2 separate regions of the Macaca mulatta genome follow, and region 1 is linked to region 2. A link is a contact called in public Hi-C data. All regions are on one chromosome and are shown on one strand. Each heading gives the region's core, a stretch centred on a gene start, on an enhancer-like site or on the middle of the called end of the contact. The rest is flanking DNA. Distances are from core to core; before and after follow the strand shown. Region 1 holds the start of PATL1 (PAT1 homolog 1, processing body mRNA decay factor). Region 2 holds the start of MRPL16 (mitochondrial ribosomal protein L16).

Evidence for each region. A called contact is a pair of places that touch in the nucleus more often than the background predicts.
Region 1: a Hi-C map of CD4 T cells shows a contact between it and region 2, with 5 times the contacts expected there. The contact joins the promoter of PATL1 here to the promoter of MRPL16 in region 2. A contact is called at or near these places in 2 of 14 Hi-C or Micro-C datasets (CD4 T cells and fetal cortical plate).

What each region holds. Positions count from the first base shown.
Region 1 is chr14:14,166,299-14,170,207 of T2T-MMU8v2.0, reverse strand. PATL1 (PAT1 homolog 1, processing body mRNA decay factor) reads right to left here and starts at 1,382. Exons shown (of 19, transcript XM_001089844.5): 1 at 1,223-1,382. The coding sequence starts at 1,237. LOC144334204 (a long non-coding RNA gene) reads left to right here and starts at 1,652. Exons shown (of 2, transcript XR_013403786.1): 1 at 1,652-1,885.
Region 2 is chr14:14,072,515-14,076,894 of T2T-MMU8v2.0, reverse strand. MRPL16 (mitochondrial ribosomal protein L16) reads right to left here and starts at 2,365. Exons shown (of 4, transcript NM_001266431.1): 1 at 2,207-2,365; 2 at 1,464-1,529. The coding sequence starts at 2,261.

The DNA.
Region 1 (3,909 bases), core at 133-2,632, 94 kb before region 2:
TCTGTGCTAGGCTGTAAGGCTCAGTCTCTTATATCGTAATGCAGGGACTATACCAACTATGGCAGAGAGTTGTGATGATCAAAGCAGGCAAAGATTACAGATTATCGAACAAAGGCTAGAGGTCACCACATCCTAGGTAGGTTAACTTCACTTCAATTTTACTCAACTGATTTATTCTCCAAGTTTTCCTTTCGGTTTGGTCTTGGATCATTCCTATTAAGTATATCTGTCCTCAATTTTCAAAAATTCGGAATCAGAATTCCATAGTCGATCAGTAGATACGTTTGTGATACACCTTGCCTGGCTACCTCTTAGCTACCCTGTTTACAAAGGAAAGATTAGGTCAAAGGGCATTATTCTCCTGCCAGAGCCCTTCCAAATTTATGCAAATAGGCATGCAGCTGCCTTCGTATCAAAGGCAACTTCCAGCAGCACTCCCTTCCAAATCACAAAGATCTACTTTACCAAATCACTGCTTTTTCAATTAAAAATAGGATCATTTACATCAGTTCTTTCATGCTACAAACCCAGAAAGTTTACGTCCAGAGATTAGGAGTCGCTCAAGGTCATACAGTGAGTTGGTGACGGGGTCAGCACTGTTTGTTGCTATTGCTACATTCCCGGGACCTTCACCAAACCCACGTCGCCCAACACTAGCTCAGAGGGAACTTCTGCTGGACACGCCCCCCTCCCAACTCGGAGCCCTCTTTAGTAAACGGGCTGGGGCCCTAGTCCAACGGCAAGCCCAGGCCCCCTTGACCTGAAGGTAGCCTGTGTGAATGGGGTGTGTGTCAGTGTAATTCGAGTGGAGGTGGGTGGGGGGTGGTTCCGGGTCCAGGGCGGGAAACTCGGCTCAGGGAATTCCCGGGTGACTCCTACTCAAGAAAAGCACCCGGGTAGATGCAATACTGTACCCTCGATGGCTCCTCTAGGGGTGGGGGCGGGGGTGTGGTCTGGTTACAGCACTTAACGGGCCCTCCCCACCCCAAAACGGAGGCCAACTTTCCCCAGCGGCAACTAATGGGACTGTCTCGACCCCTGAAGCCAGCTCCCAGCCCTAGAATTAGACCCGCGACCCCAGGCCAGTCGCGTCCAGCTAAGTCCTGCGACTCCCCCAGCCCGCCCCCTGCCCCGCAGGAACACGGGACCGGCGTGCGGAGGGGGAGTGAGGGAGAGGGGCGCGGGAGGGAGGGAGGGGTCACTTCCGGTCGCAACAGCTCACCTCGTAGCGGAACATTCTTGGGGAGGGGGGCAGGGAGCGGGGAGGGGAGAGGGGGAGGGAGGGAAGAAGCGCTGACTCCCCGGCTCCTCCGCGCGCGGGTCCTCAACCGGCTCGCGACCCCTGGCCGCCGCCGTACGCCGGAGCGTGCGTGGAGACGTGCGCAGGCGCGCCTCAGGCAGGGCGGCCACCCGGCTCGGCGCCCGGCGGCGGCGGCTGCGCAGGGACAGATTTGGCGTCCTGCTTCCTAGTCTCAGCGGCGGGAAGGAGGTCCCGTGGCGAGAGACTGCGCACGCGCTGCCCGTCGTCTGCTGCCTGGTGATCTGGGCTTGCAGCTCCGCCCCCTCTTTCTCCGCGCCCGCTAGGCGCTGGGCTTGGAGCTGAGGGGCAGGTCACGAGTTCTCCGTCACCCGCGAGGCGGAGAAAACCCTTGTGATTGTCACAGGGTATGGCTCTGAAGAATCCTGGGCTTAGCCTGGGCTGGGAAACATGGAGATTCCCTGGCTGTTTTTCCAACGTCCCACTCACTCTTGGGGTTGCTCGGGGGTCTCCACGTTACGATCTGCGCCTTGCGCAGGGAAAAAAGAATGGAAAGTTGCTCGTCTTCGAAAGGGGCGGACTTCTTCGCCACTTTCAGTGGCTCGTCGCCTGCTGAATCCGCAGCAGGTCAGGGCTGTGATTTATGTGGCTCTAAACGATGACGGCGCCCGTTTTTTTTTTTTTTTTTTGAAATGCCGAAGACAGGTTCTGGGAGGTTTAACTAGGGTGGTATTTTTAGGTGCCAGGCTCATCAGGCGCGAGGAGCTGCAGAGCCTTGAAGGGCAGCACGGCCATGGGCTGCGGGCCACGCAGCAGCAGGGTCTTCGGGCCGGGATGCGCCGCTGGGTGACGCCACTTCCTTAGAGGATCGAACCTAGAGAGGAATGTGTCCAGCTTAGAAGCTGCGGACCCCTGGTTCCAGTATTCTGTTGGGTGGTTTGTTACTTCTAGCACGTTCCATGCCCTTCTTGCCCCTTTCCCTTCAGACAAAACTTGCACCACAAAGAGTGAATTCTTGTGGATTTCGCAATCCGTTTCTTCCCTGGGCGTCTTAAAATGCAGCCTCGCCTCGGAATGGCATACAGTAAATCTCCTAAATGTTAGTGTATCTGCATCAGTTTGAGTACGGGAAACGTTGAATTTGTGAAAAGTTCTGGGTGGGAGTTCGTGCTTCGCCACTGGTTAGGAAACTTTGGGCGACTTACCGAAACCTCTCTAAGCCTTAGTTTCTTGTAAAATGGGTATAATTACACCTGCTTCATGATGTTAACACTACTACTAACGATTGAAGGCTGCCTGGGACTCTGCTAGGCGCTTTATATGGATTGTCTCATTGAATCCTTCCTTATGTGCTCCCCATGAGGTAGGTACTGTTATTTTCTCAGTTTATGGTTGAGGAACCTGAGAATTAGCGACATTAAGTAGTTTGCCTCCAACCACCCAATGGCGAGTGGCAAAGCTAGTAGCTGAGATTTGTCTGATTGTTAAAAGCCCAGTGTCTTAATCACTGTGCCAAGATAAAAGCAAATGTTGACATGGGCCAGGCCTGAACTTTAAAGAAGTGGAGGAGGCTAGGGACAAGATGATATATTGGTTTTCAAACATGCATGGAACGTTATAAAATATCAAGTACTAAGTAACAGTACCTCTTAATAATTACCAAAGAATTGGTGCCATGTAGATCAAGGGTTAGCAGGCTGTGGCCCACAGCCCAATCTGGCCAGCCACCTGTTTTTGTAAGGGAAGCTTTGTTGGAATACAGCCAACCTTATTTATTTACATATTGTCTTTGGTTGCTTTAATGTTATAAAGTCAGAATTGAGTCGTTACAGTGGATACAGTGTGTCCCGTAAAGTGTAACATATTTACTATTTGGCCCTTTACAGAGTTTGCTGATCCCTGATCTTGCAGATAATGTTTTCTGATCATTATATAAGATCAATAGTAACAACAGATTAGGAAAAAAAGTCTTAAATTTTCAACAAAACAAAACAAAACAACAACAAAAAAACCCGTCTAGGCCGGGTGTGGTGGCTCAAGCCTGTAATCCCAGCACTTTGGGAGGCTGAGGCGTGTGGATCACGAGATCAGGAGATGGAGACCATCCTGGCTAACACGGTGAAACCCCGTCTCTACTAAAAATACAAAAAAATTAGCTGAGCATGGTGGCGGGCGCCTGTAGTCCCAGGTACTCGGGAGGCCGAGGCGGGAGAATGGCGTGAACCCGGGAGGCAGAGCTTGCAGTGAGCTGAGATCTCCTCACTGCACTCCAGCCTGGGCCACAGAGCCAGACTCCCTCTCAAAAAAAAACAAAAACGAAAACAAAACAAAAACCCCTCTAATCCATTGACTACTTAAGAGAAAATAATGGAAAGCAGAAAATATTTACAACTGAGTGATAAATGTATTAATATATCAAAACTTTTAGGACACTGACAAAACAGTTTATATAATAAAATAGGGGATGGGTGTGATGGCTCATGCATGTAATACCAGAACTTTGGGAGGCTGTGCTGGGTGGATTGCTTGAGCTCAGGAGTTGGAGACCAGCCTAGGTAACATGGCGAAACCGCGCCTCTACAAAAAATATAAAACTTAGCTGGGTTAATTTTTTTTATTAGCTGCTCCGCATTATTTCTGGTATTAGTGGT
Region 2 (4,380 bases), core at 1,116-3,615:
ATTTTTAACTTGTCAAAGTTTAACACAGATATATCAAAGGGCCAAACTGAAAATATACAGCTCAGTGAATTACCAGAAAGTGAACACATGAACACATATCACTATTACCCAGATCAAAAAACGGGACGTTAGGCAGGTAGTATTTTTAATCTCCATTTTATAGAAGAGGAACCCAAGGGCTAGAAATATCTTAAAATTTGGTCTATGCCATCCAGTTCAACAGCAAAGCTACACAGCATGTCACAAAAATATATACACATATTTCTCTGCCTCTCTGGATGTTAATGGGGGTAGTGGAAGAATATTGTACATAAAAATATCTAAGTTCTCTAGCTCTGCCACATTCTTGTTGAGAAACTTACAACCTAGGAATCCTTTAATCAATGCTCTTTCTCTCATATATGCAGGGACTTTTCATGCTGAGACCAGCACAGGTCAGTGTGCCAGGTTTGGGTGGGCGGACAAAACTTCAGGCCAGACATGTGACATCTTTATCATCCTTGACAATTTGGGGAAAAAAATTAACATATAAATTATTTTTAAAAATTTATAAAGTGAACCAAGTATGGCTTTACAATGGAGACAAATACAAAACAGAAGAGTTTGAGGAAATATCAAATTATTACTATCAGAGTTTCAGAAGCTGCCCCTCAGCTTCTATATGCAGCTACAGAGAAACTTAGTAATGCTTTCTTTCACCTACAAGTCAAATGTACTTTCCAAACATATAGTGGTTTAACAGTTCTGTACAGAAGACCCTCAGATGTACAGACCCTATTCATTTTTTTGAGGGTTCCAGTATATTTCTTTTTTAAAAAGTAAACTAGTTTTACAATATTGTGGCTTATCTTAACAGAGCTTTTTCACACATCGTTAGCTGACTGCATATATGGAACCTTATTTGGAGAGAACATCAAAAGTCCAGTTTTTTTTTTTCTTTTGAGACAAAGCCTCACTCTGTTGCCCAGACTGGAGTGCACTGGCCTCCTGAGAAGCTGGGATTGCAGGTGTGCACTACCCCCTAATTTTTGGTATTTTTAGTAGAGACAGGGTTTCTCCGGGTTGGCAGGCTGGTCTCCAACTCCTGGCCTGGAGTGATCCACCCGCCTCTGCCTCCTAAAGTGCTGGGATTACAGGCGTGAACCACCGTGCCTCGCCAAAAATCCAGATTTCAGGCCAACTGACTACTGGCTGAGTGGACCACGGGCCACACACCAGTGGCAGGCGTTAGGGGAGCTATATCATTAGACGCTGCTCCCTAAGAGGAGGGAACTTTTTTGGTTTCCTTTGTTCTTTATTTCTAGCGCTCAGAATATTGGTTGGCAAGACAGTACACTCTAAAAACATTTACTGAAAGAGTGAACGGGGACGGGAAACACAAGAACACTCCTATGTCATCTCCCACCCTCTCCTGGTTTCCATCAGAGAAAAGATTTACAAACAGCAGAAAGGCAAGCTCTCACCTTCAAAACTTGGTACTGGGAGCAGTGTCTTTAGACCAGCACTGGCGGGGAGGGGTGCCCAAGAATCTACAAAGACAAACCAAGTTAAACGACGAAGGTAACAAGGCCAGGACCCCGATACAACCTGGGCCAAAGGTACTACTTCTTATTCTTATTTATTTTTTTGAGACGGAGTCTTGCTCTGTCGCCCAGGCCCCAGTGCAGTGGCGCGATCTCGGCTCACTGCAACCTCCGCCTCCCGCGTTCAAGAGATTCTCCTGCCTCAGACTCCGGAGTAGCTGGGATTACAGGCGCCCGCCACCACGCCCAGCTATTTTTTTTTGTATTTTTAGTAGAGACGGGTTTCACCATGTTGGCCTGGCTGGTTTCAAACTCCTGACCGCAAGTGATCCGCCCACCTCAGCCTCCCAAAGTGCTGGGATTAAAGGCGTGAGCCACCAAGCCGGCCCAAAAGTACTTCCGCCGGAAGAGTCTTGAGGTTGGGATGTGAGTTCCACTAAATGTGCTCAGAGGCTCAGGCTCCGCAGAAGGCCAGCCGGGGTCTCTGGGGGCCGACTCCCAGACGCAATTGTGACCCTCTTGCACGAACCCCTACGGTGGAGATCAGCGGTGGGATAGCGTAGTCCCTAACCAGTGCTTCACCGAGCATATGCAGAGCCGCCTTTTGGGTTAGAGAGGAAAAGCACTAGAGGGTGGGGGAGGAAGAGGGGTAAAGTCTTTAGGAACCAAAAGGGACTTCTGACCTGACAAGCGCACCCGCAAGAGCGGCGCACTAGCGCGAGCCAGTAGCCTCCACATGGTCACGGACGTCCGGCGGCGCGGAGGTCCCCACAGCGACTACAGCGCCCTCCTCTACCCTGGTAGGCAGCGGCGCTCTAGTAGCTAGCTGGAATCAGCTCAGGACACCGCTCAGTGTGGCCGGAAGTTGTGTTCACTCCGGTCCACTTCGCGGAGTCCCGACGGAAGCGGAAGAAACTCGAGCGACTGAGGTTGAGTTCCGTCGGAGGTTGAGTTCCGCCGGTCAAAGGCGCTGTCCGCCCAGCCACGCCCAGGGGCCTCGTTGGCCCTCTAGGGTTCTCCTTCCAATCCCCAGTTTTTCCCCAGAAGAGGGCGGCGGAGCGGGGAGTTTTTTGTTTTATTTATTTTTTCTGCGGAGTACAACTGTCAATGCCTGCCGGTTCCTTAGCAAGGTAGTCCCTTATGATTCACAGCCTTTGAGACCTTTTTCTAGGGGACCCCTCGAAGACATTAGGAGAATACCAGATTTGGCAATGGTTTAACATTTATAGGGCAATTGCAGTGTGTCATTGAGTACCTCATTCGTTAGTCGTGCCAACGAATCTGTGAGATAAGTCATTATACTGATTTTGCAGATTCCATCCTGAGGCTGAAATAATTTAACTTGTTCTGGGTCATACAACAGGAAAACAGTACCATCAGAATTTGAGCACAGTCTGGGATTCCAGAGAGCTCAGTGAATGAACAATACTGTTGATGAAAAGAGTGAAACACTGTAAGATATCGGAAGAGATTTATTCTGAGCCAAATATGAGCAACCATGGCCTGAGAACATGTGCCCAAGGTGGTAGAGGTGTAGCTTGGCTTTATACATTTTAGAGGGGCATGAGACATCAATCAAATGCATTTAAGAAATACATTGGTTTGGATCAGAAAGGTGGGACAAGTCAAGGTGGGCTTCTAGGCTTCTAGTTGACCATTCAACAAACATCTCTTGAGCATCTACCATAGTGCCATGAGCAAAATTAATGTGTCTACACTTATTCCAGAGGTTTCAAGGTAAAATAAATTCAGTCTCAACTGGAAGAGTTACTGAAGTTTTACAAGAAAGCTATTTCAGCTGTTCTCATCTATTAAATCGACAGGTGCAAAGAATGCATCAACTCCTTAATTGTTTGACCAAGAAGAAAGAACAATGCCATTAGTCTTGTTTTCTGTCTCAGTATTCACTGGTTATATTAAAGTATTTCTATGAATGTGTTCATCATAGTGAATAATTATTGTTGCTCAGTTAAATTATTTACAAATCTGTTGTTATAGGCCATGCTGCAGTAAACATCCTTGTACATTTTTGTTATTTTGTATTTCTTTTGGGCACTTTCAAAAGGAGAAATTTATGGATCAAAGGGAATGTTCATTTTAAATCTTTTGACTTTATATAGTTGTGCAAAATTGGCCTCCATGAACAGTTTATCAGAGTGCTTTCTTGATCAACATCCTTGCTAAAGAAGGATATTATAATTTTTCTAGAGCTTTGTCAATATGAAAGGTGAAAAACACCACTCAATGTTACATTTATAACAGGATGTTAAAATGCGATTGTTTCTGCCTCAGTTTTGCTTGGGACCACAAGGTAATCTCCACATTTCAAAGTGAGGTGCTGGGCCTCTTAGGCAGAGTTTATGCAGCAGGTGGTAGGAACTGGCTTTGCTATTTTTAGCTGCCCATTCTCTGCCAGCCTGTAAAAAACACTAGAAAAGCCAAGACAGGAAGTGGAGACTGGAGATTATAATAAAGATTTCGTTAATAGAGTTGTTGGTGTACTGTGACTTTCATGCCTTCCTCTATTCAATGGCAAGGGTTGAGGGGTGCTCTGTCAAGCCCAGTGAAAGACATTTCTAGATCATTCAGAGAGTTTAATATAATTCTTCTGCAGTTTGAGGGACACTGGGCATTGGGGTTTGACACCGGCTTGAGAAAATGGTATGTTTGGAGGCTGGTAGAAGCTGCCTGTGGCATCAAAAGTAGAGAGTTGCAGTTGGGAAGTAGCCACATTTCCATTGATGGTGGGGCAAAGGTGTGCATGTCCTGTTGACTAGGTGTGGACTCCATGACTAGGTGTGGACTCCAGTGTAGAGTGCCAAGGTAGGGTTTCTTACATCCTGTCCAACAGAACTGC